Linked DNA regions of Sus scrofa: region 2 is linked to region 1. A link is a contact called in public Hi-C data. All regions are on one chromosome and are shown on one strand. Each heading gives the region's core, a stretch centred on a gene start, on an enhancer-like site or on the middle of the called end of the contact. The rest is flanking DNA. Distances are from core to core; before and after follow the strand shown.

Region 1 (6,881 bases), core at 2,182-4,681:
CTAGGAGGCAAATGAAGTCTACCATACCACATATAAGGTGGGGGTACTATATTTCAAAACACGGCATGGCTCTTTCTACTTTCCTTCCTTCCCTTTCTCTCTTGCTGGTCTGACCAATCCATTTGTGGATCACATTATGCATGTGAAAATCAGAGGAGCCTAAAACAAGAGGATGTCTTAAAAACAGCTAAAGGAGTCATTTTTTTCCTGATGTCCAACACCCACTGGAAGACTTGGCTTTTCAAAAGAAAAAATAGTTTTTTCTCTTAGGGCAGCACCCTCGGCACATGTAAGTTTCCAGTCTAGGGGTTGAATCGGAGCCGCAGCTGCCAGCCTATTCCACAGCTACAGCAACACCAGATCCGAGTCGAGTCTGCGACCTACACCACAGCTCACCGCAACACCAGATCCTTAACCCACCAAGTGAGGCCAGGGATGGAACCTGCAGCCTCACGGATACTAGTCAGGTTCTTAACCTGCTAAGCCACAACAGGAACTCCCTCAAAATAAAAATTTAAATGCATGAATTTTTGTTCCTTTTCAAGGAACTCCAGCTTTTGAAAAAGAGCTGGAGATGGAGAGACTCCCTGTTCTGCTGGGTGTAGAACTAACCTGCCCTCAAACCAACAGTCAAGATGAATGCCAAAAAGAAAGAAAAGAGAAGAGCCAACAAAAAACAACTTTGGCTTTTGTCGCAGGAAGAGATTAATCTTAATTGTTTACAGAGAAATAAACCTGAATTTCTCCTTAGATATTAAAAAGTGGCATTTCTAACGCATTACTGAGATTTAAAACAGAACAAGTCACAGGATGTATAACCCATCTTCAAATGACTAAGGAAAGCCTTCAAGAAAATGCATTTGCGATTTCAAACTGAAAACGCGAGATCTGATTCATATGCTCCCTAAGTCAGAGTGGTGCAGTCTTCTCTTTCTCCAAGAACGTGCAACATTTTGATCCTGCTAAGCCTCTAGACCACCCCACATCTTCATTTTGGCATCGGCAAGCACTTCGGCTTCTATAAAGGTCCATCGCCATTACCTTATCCAGTTCTTCCTTTAAGTTTAAAACATGCCTGTTTTGAACGGACAATCTCCATAATGATGAGCTTGAAGGAGACACTCCCCCACCCCCAGCCACCCCCACCTCTGCCCCAGAGTCTCAAGAGGGTGGCGCCTTCTGTCTAATCAAGGCTTACCTTGAGCGAGGGGTTGGAGGGGAAGGGCAGGCTGCCCCGGCTGAATTGTTAGAAGGCCTTGGCGCTGCAAAGACAGGAGGTGCTGCTGCTGTAACTGCTGCATCTGTAAAAGCTGCTGCTGAAAAGCCAACTGCTGGGTAGCCACCTGCTGTTGCTGGAAGAAATCAGGAAGAAAAAAAAAATGAGATGGCCACTGCCCGAGGAAGGTTAAAGGCATGGACGTTTCTAAACACATCGTCATTGTCCAGGAGCAAGAAGGGTCACTGGGGTTTCCTGGGGGGCTTGGCATCAAGGCTGGCTTAAAAGGGACAGAACACATCAGCCCTGTCGGCAAGCGAGGGAGTGTGGGTGTGTGTGGGGGGGACTTTCTGCTGCCTGCTCCCATGGAAAAATAATTCGTCAATCAAGTCAGCTTGCCCTCCAGTGTGAAGGGCCTGAGTTTCTATAGTCAAGATATGAACTTCTAGACTTGGACATTTTTAATTATTCACCCACGGAGGCAGGCTGTACCACTCCAGGTCTGGAGGGATTTGAACCCTGAACCTTGGAGGTGTCAAAGAACAAGTTGCCTCCGTCCTGCCTGCCCATGGAAAAGCTTTTAACTACTCTGTTTATCACTTCTGACATAAATAAATGAGAAAAAATCAGACCTTTGAAGAAGAAAAACTTCATCTAATATTGTTAATTAGCCATGACAAACGATGAAATAACATTGTAAATCTTTCATAGAAACAGCCACTAGATTTTAATTACACACATTCATAATTTAGCAAACAACATCGCACTCGACTGTGAGTGTTTAATATGAAGGACACTTTTAGCTGGAGATGCCTTTGCTTGGCTTGAGTTTCAGAAACCCTGAGGTCTGCTTGCTGGTCCTGCTTCCCCACCCCCTTTGTTCTTGAAAAGAGGGGCTTTAGGAGAAGATAAAATATCCTTCTGTTGATTGGACAATGACAGGGGAAAACTTTTGTTGTGTAAAACATCAATACATCATTCCTGTGTTTAGCAGGCCTTGCTCCAGCCAAAAAAATTAATGTAGATTTCCTCAGTAATTATCTGAGTGATAGAAAGATAATACAGTGCAGTATTACAATAAATAGAAGGAAATTATCTAATATCCTTAATCTGCTAGGAATCAAATCGAGGTGGAGGTCTTAGCCACATTATGGCTAACAATTATGAAAGGAAAATTAACCCTTCTTGGGAAGGGAGTTCTGGAGCCAGAAAAACAGAGAGAGAGAGAGAGAGACAGACAGAAAAGGTTCTTGACGAACAAGATCTGCTTTCCTAATTCTGAGTATTATTCAAAATATCAGAGACGTTCACAACCAAAAGGACCGCACAACTCTCAGAGCTTCTCATAACTACACTTTACAAACAACTGCATTCACTTAACCTAACACATGACCTTGATCTGATACATCCATAAAATGGTATATGTATCAAGACCTTCTGATGCACAGTTCAAAGGAGGAGAAAAATGGTGGTTTCCTTTTGGTCTCCATGTAGTTTATTTTATAGTAAAAACCATCATTCTCATATTAGCAACCAATTTCAGACTTACTACCATGCCACTGAGAAAGTTAATTGAGTTTCACTCCAAAAAACAAATTCTATACCACTAACAACAAAAATTTAAATAAATTTAAATGAAAAGCCAGTGTTTTCATTTTAAGAACAGCATGCATAAAATGATCCAATTGTTTTCACCCCTTCCCAAGTTATCACATTAATGTAAAACCCAATGATAGTTATATTCATGTCAAAATGATTTTTTCACTTCTTCAACCGATATTAATTCACGACATTTTATGAAGAAAAGGGTTGGGGGGAAGGAAGCAAAGAAAAAATAACATTGATACAATAAAAAGATCAGGGAATTAGCTCTTCTTGAAGTAGAAAATCATGGGGCGGGGGTGGGTGCTGGAGTTTGGGGAGGGTGTTTCCTGTCTTACTGTAAATGAAATGTTTAGAAATGTTGTATTTATATAAAATGACTTATGGCTGTTCTGTTGTCTCTGTGGCCATCCCTAGGAAAAGCTCCTGAGAGCTGTCCACGTTTGAAAAGCCAGGATATAAAAGTATACAAGGCCCATTGTCCAAAGAAAGAATTTAAAAGCAACGCTGGTTGCCAAACTGTGCTCCCCACCCAGTTACCAAACACAGGATACGAGCCCGTTTGTTTACTTCTCACAATTGAATGCGTACAAAAAAGGTCTCCGTGCAGTCCCCTGAACAGGTCAGTTGTCAGTGTTAAAATGCTAAAATGCCCTGATAAACCTTGCATTTCGGATCCCCTCCCTAGGGCTGCAGTCAAAGGTCTGTTTTCCTTTCTTTGGCTCCTCCCTACTGCCTAACATAAACTGTCATAACTGCCCAGGACAAACGGCCCCTTTTAAAACAATCAACCGAGGCTACCTCACCGGCACAGGATGGGATTTTTCGTGCAGCCTGACTTAAAATCAAGCCTGCCTTCTATATTTTCCACACCCGTCCTGTCAAATATTAATGAGCCGTCACTTAAACACTTGCTCTCGGGGGTGACAGAGCAGCCATCACCCAAGGAAGGTCTTGGGTTGAAACACCAACGTAGGGATACTAACTTTCTCAAGGAAACATCTCAAGGCAACTTCAAGGAAAAAGAGAGACTCAAGTACATTGTTCTGGACCAGGATCAAGCGTCTTACGGCAGAGGTGATCAAAAAAGGGAAAAAGGGTGGAAGCGGAGAGGGGCTGACAGTTTAAAATTATGAGCCACTAATGACTGGGGATTCAGTAAATTAACATACCTGTTCCATCTGTCAACATCCAGGTTCAAACCTTGTTAAAACCATAACCACTGGTCCACAGCATGTAAGTGCTACCATGTGAATCTATTTCACTGAAGCACAAAAGGCCCCCACCTGCATGGTAATGCCAGGCGCCTTCCTCCCCACCTTGGGAAAATAAGGCTCTCCTCTAACCATTGTTCAAGAGATCTCGGCCACATCCAGGGGCACCTCAAACACAGCAGTGGGGTCCAAGGAGACCACCCCTCAGGATGTGAAGGCAACATCACCTTTGCCTTCAAAACACTTGGCAAAGCCTGATCATCACAAACCCAGGGTCCCAGAGACACTAAAGGCTAAATGCTATTACAACATAACCACCTTCCCCTAGTTCAGACAAAGAGTATTTCCCTTTTCTCCTCCAGGCTCCCTTCCCAAATTCTGGCACCGCCATCATCCTTGAGCCTGAGACGCCCCCTTTCTGACAGCAGCAATTTGGGAGAGTTAACTTTTATCCTTCCTTCTGCTGGGTAACTTTCGCCTTCACATTTCTTTATCTGCCCTCTGAGCTCATCTGAACTTTCATGTTCTCCCAGCATGCAGACGTGCATTCCAAACTATGTCTAACAGACCAAATAAGAGGTTAATAAGAAGTGGCAACAGAAAGGAAAAACACAATCCCTGGTAACTGATAAGAATGACAGTGCGGCCCTTTTTTGTTTGTCTTCAAATATAGAGTTAAAGATCTTTAAAAAACTAAATTTTGATGCCTTTGAAAAGAAAGAAGCACAAAATAACAACAGGGGGTTATTGCCTGCGAGCCACAGGGGAGAAACTCCATAATTCTTATTCTCCCTTTTGAAGGCTGTTAGAAATCTGATTCAAAAAAGCAACAGCAGAAGGGGAAACCTCTTGAGGCTGTAACCATTTCCTGTGATCATGCATAATGTGCTTCAAAAGTGGGTTTTTACCAATTCTGTTGATCAATTGCACCTCCTTCATATCCCTTCTTTTTTCTGCTGTGTTTACATCTGATGTGACTCAGTGACAAGCACTGTCTGAGACTGTGAAACAGGCCTGTCATGTTGATTTATGGGCGCATCAAACCACAACTTGTCCAAACTGAAGCTCGCAGTTCATTAATTAGAGAGTTGTGACTTTGAAGTCAGCTTTCAGACTGTGGTTTTTAACATTTGGCTTAATTTATATGCTCTTGAATGTGGATCTCTAAGGAAAAAACTGAAATTCCCTTCTTGTCTTTGAACTTCTTTTGACCGCACAATAATCATTTCTTTGTCCAGAGTGATGCCTGCAATCCCAGAGTCATTAACGCGCATTGAACTGCCACTGATGAGTAAGCCCTACTGAATTAGAAAAACAGCCAGCAAAACAAAGCTGAGAGCCTTCTGCACAGTGATATCTCACAATTACATGCCTTCCCTCCCTGTGCCATTTCCATTTTAATTACTGTTAGTCCTTTAGATTTACATTTTAGACACTTTTTAATCTGTTCCCTTTTTTATTATAGCAGCACCCGGTAGCCCGCCACCGTACTTAAGGTTGTGTCAGCATTTTCAAGACAACACCTCCTCCCCTTCACCCCAAAAATGCCCCTACTTGGCAGGGGTTTCTCTCCAGGCAGCTCGACAGGACTCTAGGGTAAAACTTGGGAAATGTACCCAATTTGTGCAGAGGGAGGAGCCCGCAAAGTGGGCACGTCTGGGACATTCCCAGTGTGTGAAAGGAGGGCTTCCCGGCATCCTCGCTCCTGCGAGGGGCAGGGGTTGACAGTCAGTCACCTGGTTAGACTTCCCCTAAGCTATAGCAAGTGGCTGCCTGCTTTGGGCCAGCAAGAAACTGTTAAGCGGGCTTGGGCGCTGTTTATCAAACTATAAATTGTCATTCCAGGGAGAACACTCAAATGGAAAGAATTTCTAGTCCCTCGTGGAAACCCAAGGAGATAAGTTACATCGGATAACTGTGGAATGGGTAGGAAGATGTCACGATAACACGTGCAGGCAGAGAGACACTCAGACTGAGTTGCAGCCACAAGGAAGAGCATAGAAGCTGAGGCAGGAACCCTCCCTGGGGAGACTTCCCATTCATGGAGCAAACACTGTCACCCTAACTGGGTGGGGGGCATCTGCCGTCACTATGTGCACCTGCAAGACATAGGGTACATAGGCGCTCTTGCCAGGCACTGCTTCTTCTCGGGAAAACACAAATAATCCAAGCCTGCTTTGAGCCACTGTGATCTGTGCAGCTTGTGGGAAGAAGTTAAAGAGAGCCAGGAGCACTCTGAATCTTGCTCTAACTTTTTGGATCAGGGATTATTCTTTCAAAGGAAAAGGCCACGACCACACCCCAAGCTCTCCGAGCTGGGGAGGTGGGGGCGGAAATCAAGGGTGGTGGGTGCCCACGTGAAATTGTACTGAGAGCCCCTCACCTCCCCCAGGTGGACCCTGGCCCTCCGTGGTACCAGTGCGCAAAAGTGGCCCTTGAAGGTTCTGCCCAGGATTCCGGTGCTCACACGAGGTACACCTGCGGTGGTGCTATAAAATATGTGGCAGTCGGCAAATGGAACCCCAGAAAAATCTGAAAGCAAACAGGACAATAACTCTCGGGCTGATAGCTGAGAACCGATAGAGTCAGCTCAGTTGTGCAATCATTTAAAAGATGAATGACAGTTTAATAGCCACTAGATAGTCCTCTGGGATCTGCGGTTTGAAAGTAAAATATGTATTGTCGGTACCTCTTTAGGCTGTTTTCCAGCATGTTGTTGTTGTAAAAGTTGAAGCTGCAACTGTTCCTGTTGTTTTTTATAAAACTCTTGAAGCTGCTGCTACAAAGGAAAGAGAGGACCGTAAGTAACAGAGGGTAGCGCCAAGCCACTGTCCCTTTCGGTGCCATAC
Region 2 (6,881 bases), core at 1,334-3,833, 260 kb after region 1:
TTCATTATTGGATGGAGTTGCCTCAGACTTGTGACTAAACCAGCCAGAGAGTTCAATAAGGTTAGGACTCTAAGTTTCCTGTTTTCTCATCATGGACTGCAGGTTCCAACTAAAACTGGAAATCTGTGCACAACAGGAGAATAAACCATCACCCAAGGAGCTTACATTTGTGCTCTTCTTTCATGTGAGCAGAGGAGGAAAAAAAAAAAAGATAAACTGGGACTGTGAAAAGGACATTAAATTATTCTGAAGCATTCCATCAAGATGGGGGGGGAGGACTCCAAAGCAACTCCTTACTAAAAGTGTGCAGTGATAAAACAGCATCCCTTATCTGCAATTAGAAAATCTTCAATATCCCTTGCCATTGGTGACTGTACAGGAAAAAATATATAGAAATTTCAGTGCTGGTGGGATAAACAGTTCTAATAAATACCAACCAAAAATACAGGCAGAACCCACCCACCAACCCCAAAACATTGCCACTTAACTTAAATATCGCCAAGTCAGACTTGCAGATAAAACACGATAGGTAAACCACAACCTGCCAGGCTGCTATAATAGAAAAAGTTAAACTCTCTCATCAGTAAGCCTCATTACTACTGGAATAATAATGTATCTGTTCTGTCTCCATCCATCTATCCATCCACCATCCCCTTCCACTTTGAGAATTTTGCAAAACTCTTCTCTGAATCGAAATAAAATATGAGTGAAATCACTCTAAGAAAAAAAGAAAAACTGATCTTCCTGCTATTTACTAACATGCTTAACATTTTAAAAATATTTTTATGAACACACTGTTGACTTCACAAGTTTATAATACAAATTTTAAAAAAAAAGAAAAGAAAAAAAATTTTTTAGAGCTAGGCTTTTCTTTCAAAGTACTCTGACAAAAGTAAATTCGTAGCAGAACATACAAGCACGAAGAAAATATCGCCAAGGGCCAAATTCTGCAACTGCTTTAAGAAGCAAACAAGAACACAAAAGATGTGTAATGCAACCATCTGGCTCTCCTCATACTTTATCAATGCCTCAACTTTATCCCCCACCCCCTGAGCCAGCCCACACCAATGCCACAAAACCAAATGGCTTCACTTATGTTTCCTGCACGGCAAATTGACACAACGCCCTTAGAATGTAAAAGTCGATTTTTACACATAAACTAGGATCTTAATATTTTTCCCCACTTGAATGATTTTGTTGCCATTGTTACTTTTTCAGAGGGGGGCTTCTTTGATAAACCACTCAGAACTTCATGGTGAAAAAGATGTTTCCCCACAGATCTATGTGTGTAGGCTCAAAAGAATCCCCCTTTTGAAAGCTTCCTCTCTGCTATTCTGTTTCCTGTGATCATCAGACACTAGAGGTGGACATCAAAAAAGAATCTTCAAATTATTCCAATTAAACCTTTATTTCCGTTTTTGCTCTAACGTGTAGACTGTATCCCTCATTCGTTATTTGAAATAACCTCACTCATTTTTCGTCACTGTCCTTAAACATTAGCAGGCTGCCCAGAAGTTTTCCTTATTCTGCTCATTCTACATTTACTGAGCCACGACTGTGGTATCGGGAATGTGCACGATTATGAGTGATCAAAATCATCATATTCCCACAGGACAGCAGAGACTGCCTGCTCCATTAAGCCAGGGACTCCACATTTTATAAATCGTTCCCAGCAGGTAGGCTGAAGCTTTGTATTTATGTATAAACATATTTGGGCCAGCGGGTACAAGAGATGTCTGAAAAAGTTGTGGTGCATCCGGAGTCAGCCAATTGCTTTCGAAGGTGGGAATTAAGACCTCACCTGGATGAGTTCCCATTGTGGTGCAGCAGAAACAAATCTGACTAGGAATCATGAAGCTGCGGGTTCAATCCCTGGCCTCGCTCAGTGGGTTAAGGATCCAGCATTGCCATGAGTTGTGGTGTGGGTTGCAGATGCAGCTCAGATCCCATGTTGCTGTGGTCTTGCTGTAGGACGGTAGCTACAGTTCTGATTGGACCCCTAGCCTGGGAACCTCCATATGCCCTCAAAAGCAAAGCAAAAAACAAAAAACAAAACAAACAAAAAAAACACTTTGCGTTTTAGGTTAAATCAACATAGCTCATCATAAATGGGTCTCAGAAAGAGACAATGGTGAAAAATAACTGTCACTGGGAAAAGAGAAAACCCACAGGCCAACTCCTCTCTCTGCTTTTTTGCAGGGGCAGGTTAGAAGCAGGGATCCCGAGTCAGGCAAGAGCTTGGTTGGAATCAAGACTCACATGGTGGGGACCATGTCTGGTTTATGTCTCTTTTCTTGCTGACAGTGGTTTCCCCTGCATCCCTCTCCATGTTCTAATCTAAGAAGGCCTCGGCTGTTTTCCCCAGGGGCTGATTTCTGGTCCTCTTGTGGGTGTTTCTGCCTGGGACCACAGAGGCTCCTGGTCTGGAGGGTGGCTGGTAACCTTAGGACACACACAGTGAATCCAGCCACCGGGTGAGGGATTCCGCTAATTGTTTAAACCTGCAGTCGTGTCTGGCCACCAGTTGGCAGACACAACTTGTGGCTGACGACCAGGCCTAGGTTAGCACAGCTGGAGCCAGATGACAAGCTCTCGGAGATATTCTTCCCGTGGCCACATCTGGCTCCTGGCGGTTCCAAGCTGTGGCGAAACATTTTGTTTGGTTTTTCTGGGAACGTTTAGGCAATAGACAAAACTAGTCAGAATCATCTCGACTCTGTGCATTTCAGTTGGGGACAAAATATCAAAATATCAACTCCATGAAGGCAAGCACTTCATCTGTCTTGCATACATGCTGGCTCTTAGCACCGAAGAGTAGCTATTTATGGTCATTGTTCTCTAAATACATATGGAATGAACACCATGGACCAGTGTGGGAACTAAATAAAATCAAATCTGTATCTCACTGCAGCTCCTATATTCTTATCATTCTATGTGCAATGGCGAACACTCTGGGTGCACATAGAAAAGACCCGCAAAGGAGCTCCAGAATTCAACTTTCCTGTGGGCATGTTGACCCAGAAACAAAGACACTCAAGAATGAACTCAGGAGTTCCCGTTGCCACTTAGTGGTAACGAACCCGACTAGCATCCATGAGGACGCAGGTTCAATCCCTGGCCTCTCCCCGTGGTTTAAGGATCTGGCACTGCCATGAGTGGTGGTGTCGGTCCCAGATGCGGCTCAGATCTGGTGTTGCAGTGGCTGTGGCGTAGGCCAGCAGCTACAGCTCTGATTTGATCCCTAGCCTGGGAATTTCCATGTGCCGCAAAACGCAAAAAACAAAAACAGAACAAACAAAAAAGAACGAACCCACTCACGTGGTCACTCTAGCTGGGAGGATCTCCCAGGGATCTCTCCCTGAAAAGCACCTTCTTCCAGTATTACCCACATTCTCACTTTATTAGTCCTTAAACTGCAAAACTTGGCAGTCATGTGCCCACCGTGTTGCAAGTGACCCGAGAGTAGCCACTTACCTTTCGGCCACCAGAGTAATGTCAAATGATGAGGCAACTTTTCCTGGCTCCTTTTCAGCCCATTTCCTTTCCCATGCCTTTCTTCCTGAATTCTCGGACACTTGCAGATCCCAGCTTCCATCTCTAGGCTTTCCCAAAGCTCCCCATCTCTCTAGCTCCCATTAGAAATACACTGAGAAATACTGGTGTGATCAGAACTCTATGGGGCTCATCCTCTTGGCTCCTTAGCTGGAAAGGTCTCTGATACATACAGGATGCTCCGTTTACACTGAGGCTGGGGACCCTGTAATACTGATAACAATAAAGTGCCACCCAATGCCCCCAGAACATGACAAAGGAGGAGGGACATTTGGTAGAAGCCCAGCACGGCTGTTTGCCTGTGACACTGCTTCCCCAATACAGAGAGTTAACGTTCCTAAAACAAGAATGGCTGAAACGGGCAGATGACTTTGACAAGCTCAGCATATGGTCTTCAACGAGGCAAAGCTACTCAAAAGTGCACTAGATGAAGCTGTTGCCTGAACTCGCTCCCTTTTCTGTCATGTAAAGCAGCAGGGGTGGGGGTGGGGGTGATTCTTGTCAGCTCACTGGAAGTGTCTGAAAGGAGCACTGCATCCACTCTGGGGAGCTGAGGCTTCCCGTTCCCAGTGGAAGGAACTGCTTACCTCGTAAAAAGGTGTGCCAGGAAGACCCCAAAACCTCCCCCCAAATACCTCCCCTCCTTTGTTCCTGGGTTTGGAATGACTTTACAAGTGGGAGAATGCCTTTCCACCATCCTACAATCACAATGAAAGGTGAAGAGAATCCAGGGAGAAGCAGTACAACAGGATTCAAATGGTACCCAGTCCTAAGCTCAGAAGCAGCAGTCATGTGAAAACAACCAAAAGAAAACAGAAAAAAAAAAAAAAAAGTAATTAGGGAAAAACAGTGATGGCAGGGGGTGGGAGTGGGAAGGTCCAGGGTGTAGGTGATAAATATCGGTATTTCTTCAAACTTCCTTGGACTGCTTCAGTTAAAACTCAGTATCATAGAAATTAGTATCACGCAGTGGAGTTGAGTCTAGGCTAATTCAGACCTTACAAGCACAGATTCAACTCTAGAAATTCAAACTCAGCTCTGCTGCTTATGGGCCTTGTGAATGGTTCCTTGAGTTCTCTGTCCCTCCGAGTGCTCATCCATAAAATGGGCTGAATTCCAGTACATGACATGCTTTTGAGGAATAAATTCATGAACGTACGAAAGCGCTTAGCAAAGTGCCTGGCACAAAGTGAGTGATAAAGAAATGATAGCCACTGTTATCCTAACCAGGGAGAAACGTAACTTAAGTAAATCTAAAACTTCCCACGCCTCATTTCTGTCATCTCTACAAGTTGCTGATGATACCTGGTTTTGTGCCATCCAACAAGTTGGAAAAAAGAAGAAAACGTCTATCAGATTCTAAACTTAACACAGTGCTAAAATCAAATCAAAGTATTTATGTTTCTCCCTTCATATTAACTGGAGAATGGTAGATTTAAGACTGGGGTCTCGCCTACCTCAGCAAAGGGTAAATCATTAGCTACAAGAGAGCTACAATCCAAGCTAGCGTCAGCTGCTTGTCCTGCCAATGACCAAAAAGGACTTTGGGGTGATGTTCTAAGAAGGAAAAAGAAAGATCTGGCCTGAAACCCAAAGGTAGTGAAACACATTTTCTTGTACTTTTCAAGTCTGCGCATATAGATTCTGTTACTGATTTAGGATCTTAAACAGTTTGTTTATTTTTTAAATGCCTTTCAGCTCACCTTTAATAACATGTTTCTTTGACTTGGCTGAACTATGCCTCAGAAGAATTACAAGCGGGAATACGGCTGGGTGAAAGGTTCAGTGAACTAATCCACACCTGGTCCATGTAAAAAAAAAAAAAAAGGCTCATATTTTCCATATAGAAACAAGTCTCTTTATATGAACCAGGCTTTCTTTTACTTAATTGCTAAGGCACTTTCCACACCGCACAATCTTTCATGAGCTTCTTCAGTGGGGTGGAGAAAAGGCCAAAGGACCCCCAGCCAGTCATAGCATGGAGCTTTATCAGTGACAGAAATAATAATGATGATGATGATGCAAAAACCTCATTTAGAATAGGAAGAGATTGATTTATTTTACCAGAATTCCCTTGACCAATGACAGAAGAACAGCTCCCCTAAAACATCGGGGATCAAATAAGATGTCTTGGGTCCTCTTGACCAAAATTCAGATTTGTTCTACACTCATAGTGTGGTCCACACTTTCAGGTGGAGGGAATAAGGCATAGATGAGTAAATCTCAGCTGGGAGAAAAGTACAAACACACTGTGAAAGGTACCTGTGAGGGAGTGGAGATAACGCAACATGCCCCCACCTCCCCTGCAAGCAGATTTAGCGTGTGACTGAGACCATGCAGGTGGTGTGTCCCTGACAGCAGGGACAGGAGCCTCAGACTCCCGACAAATGTGGAAAAGCAATGGCTCATGAATGTGGCTATTGGAAACATCAATCACATCAAAAGGAGGTTGTGGAGCTGGCTCCTATGAACAGTGAGGAGGCAAGAGAATGGATACAGGAATCACAAGTGTTCCTCTAAGTTGTGCCAGCCTGTCACATCCAAACTAGAATCCAAACAAGTTAACTTTCTTCTAGCAAGTTATTCACTTCAGTGCTCCAGACATCAGGGTTTTTTTCCCCGCTCAGCTTTATTCCTAAGCAAACCTCTTTTTAGTATATTTTTTCCCCTAAGAATTTGAAAGATGCTCTAGTCTTTCTTCTCTCTCTCTCTCTCTCTTTTTTTTTTTTTTTTTTTTTGACTGACCCATGGCATATGGAGCTCCTGGGGCCGGGATAGAATCTGAGCCAGAGCCTGACCTACGTCACAATGCTGGATTCTTCATCTACTGCGGAGGTTTGGAAATCAGACCCACATCCCTCCAGCTGCAGAGACACTGTCTATCCCATTGTGCCACAGTGGCAGTTTCCTAAGAAAATGTCTTTTAATCAATTCTGGTTTGAAATCAGTCGAAAAGGAGATTTTTCCACATCTGAGATAAGAGGAGGCAAAGTGAGTAGAAGATGCATTTCAGGAGGCAAGAGAGTGTTTCTACTCCTGGTTTTGCCAGTAATTCTCCACTAGAATTTGGTAGACTCCCCTCATTTCTCCAGACCTCAGTGCCCTTGTTGGGAAGAAGAGTGAGACTCGGGATGATGCTCACCTGGTACACGGTGGTCACCTGAAGGAGTTATTCAAATACTGAAATCTTTGTACACAGATGGAAATAGCCTCTGCCCCCAAGCTATCCAATTACACCCCTAGCCACTCCCCTGAACCTCCTAGGATCCTCAGAGGCACAGAGGAGACCCCCACCCTTCACCCCCACTGCCCACCCAGCGCCATGCCTT

The links. Hi-C and Micro-C count contacts between places; a contact is called where the count stands out from the background.
Region 2: a contact with region 1 is called in a Hi-C map of liver, with 1.5 times the contacts expected there. The contact joins two enhancer-like sites. A contact is called at or near these places in 7 of 47 Hi-C or Micro-C datasets (adipocytes, alveolar macrophages, embryonic fibroblasts and 2 more) and 1 of 2 datasets of contacts at active chromatin or transcription factors (skeletal muscle).

The regions. Positions count from the first base shown.
Region 1 is chr13:52,438,085-52,444,965 of Sscrofa11.1, forward strand. It overlaps FOXP1 (forkhead box protein P1), which reads right to left. Exons shown (of 21, transcript XM_021070841.1): 9 at 6,722-6,811; 10 at 1,199-1,352. Among named protein-coding and RNA genes, the nearest start is that of FOXP1, 530 kb to the right of the region's middle. Within about 2 kb of position 3,432, at least 24 of the 83 cell types and tissues checked have an H3K27ac peak or open chromatin away from gene starts, as enhancers often do. A contact at or near this core is called in liver, where this site is marked.
Region 2 is chr13:52,701,863-52,708,743 of Sscrofa11.1, forward strand. All of the region lies in intron 4 of FOXP1 (forkhead box protein P1), which reads right to left. Among named protein-coding and RNA genes, the nearest start is that of FOXP1, 270 kb to the right of the region's middle. Within about 2 kb of position 2,584, at least 5 of the 83 cell types and tissues checked have an H3K27ac peak or open chromatin away from gene starts, as enhancers often do. A contact at or near this core is called in liver, where this site is marked.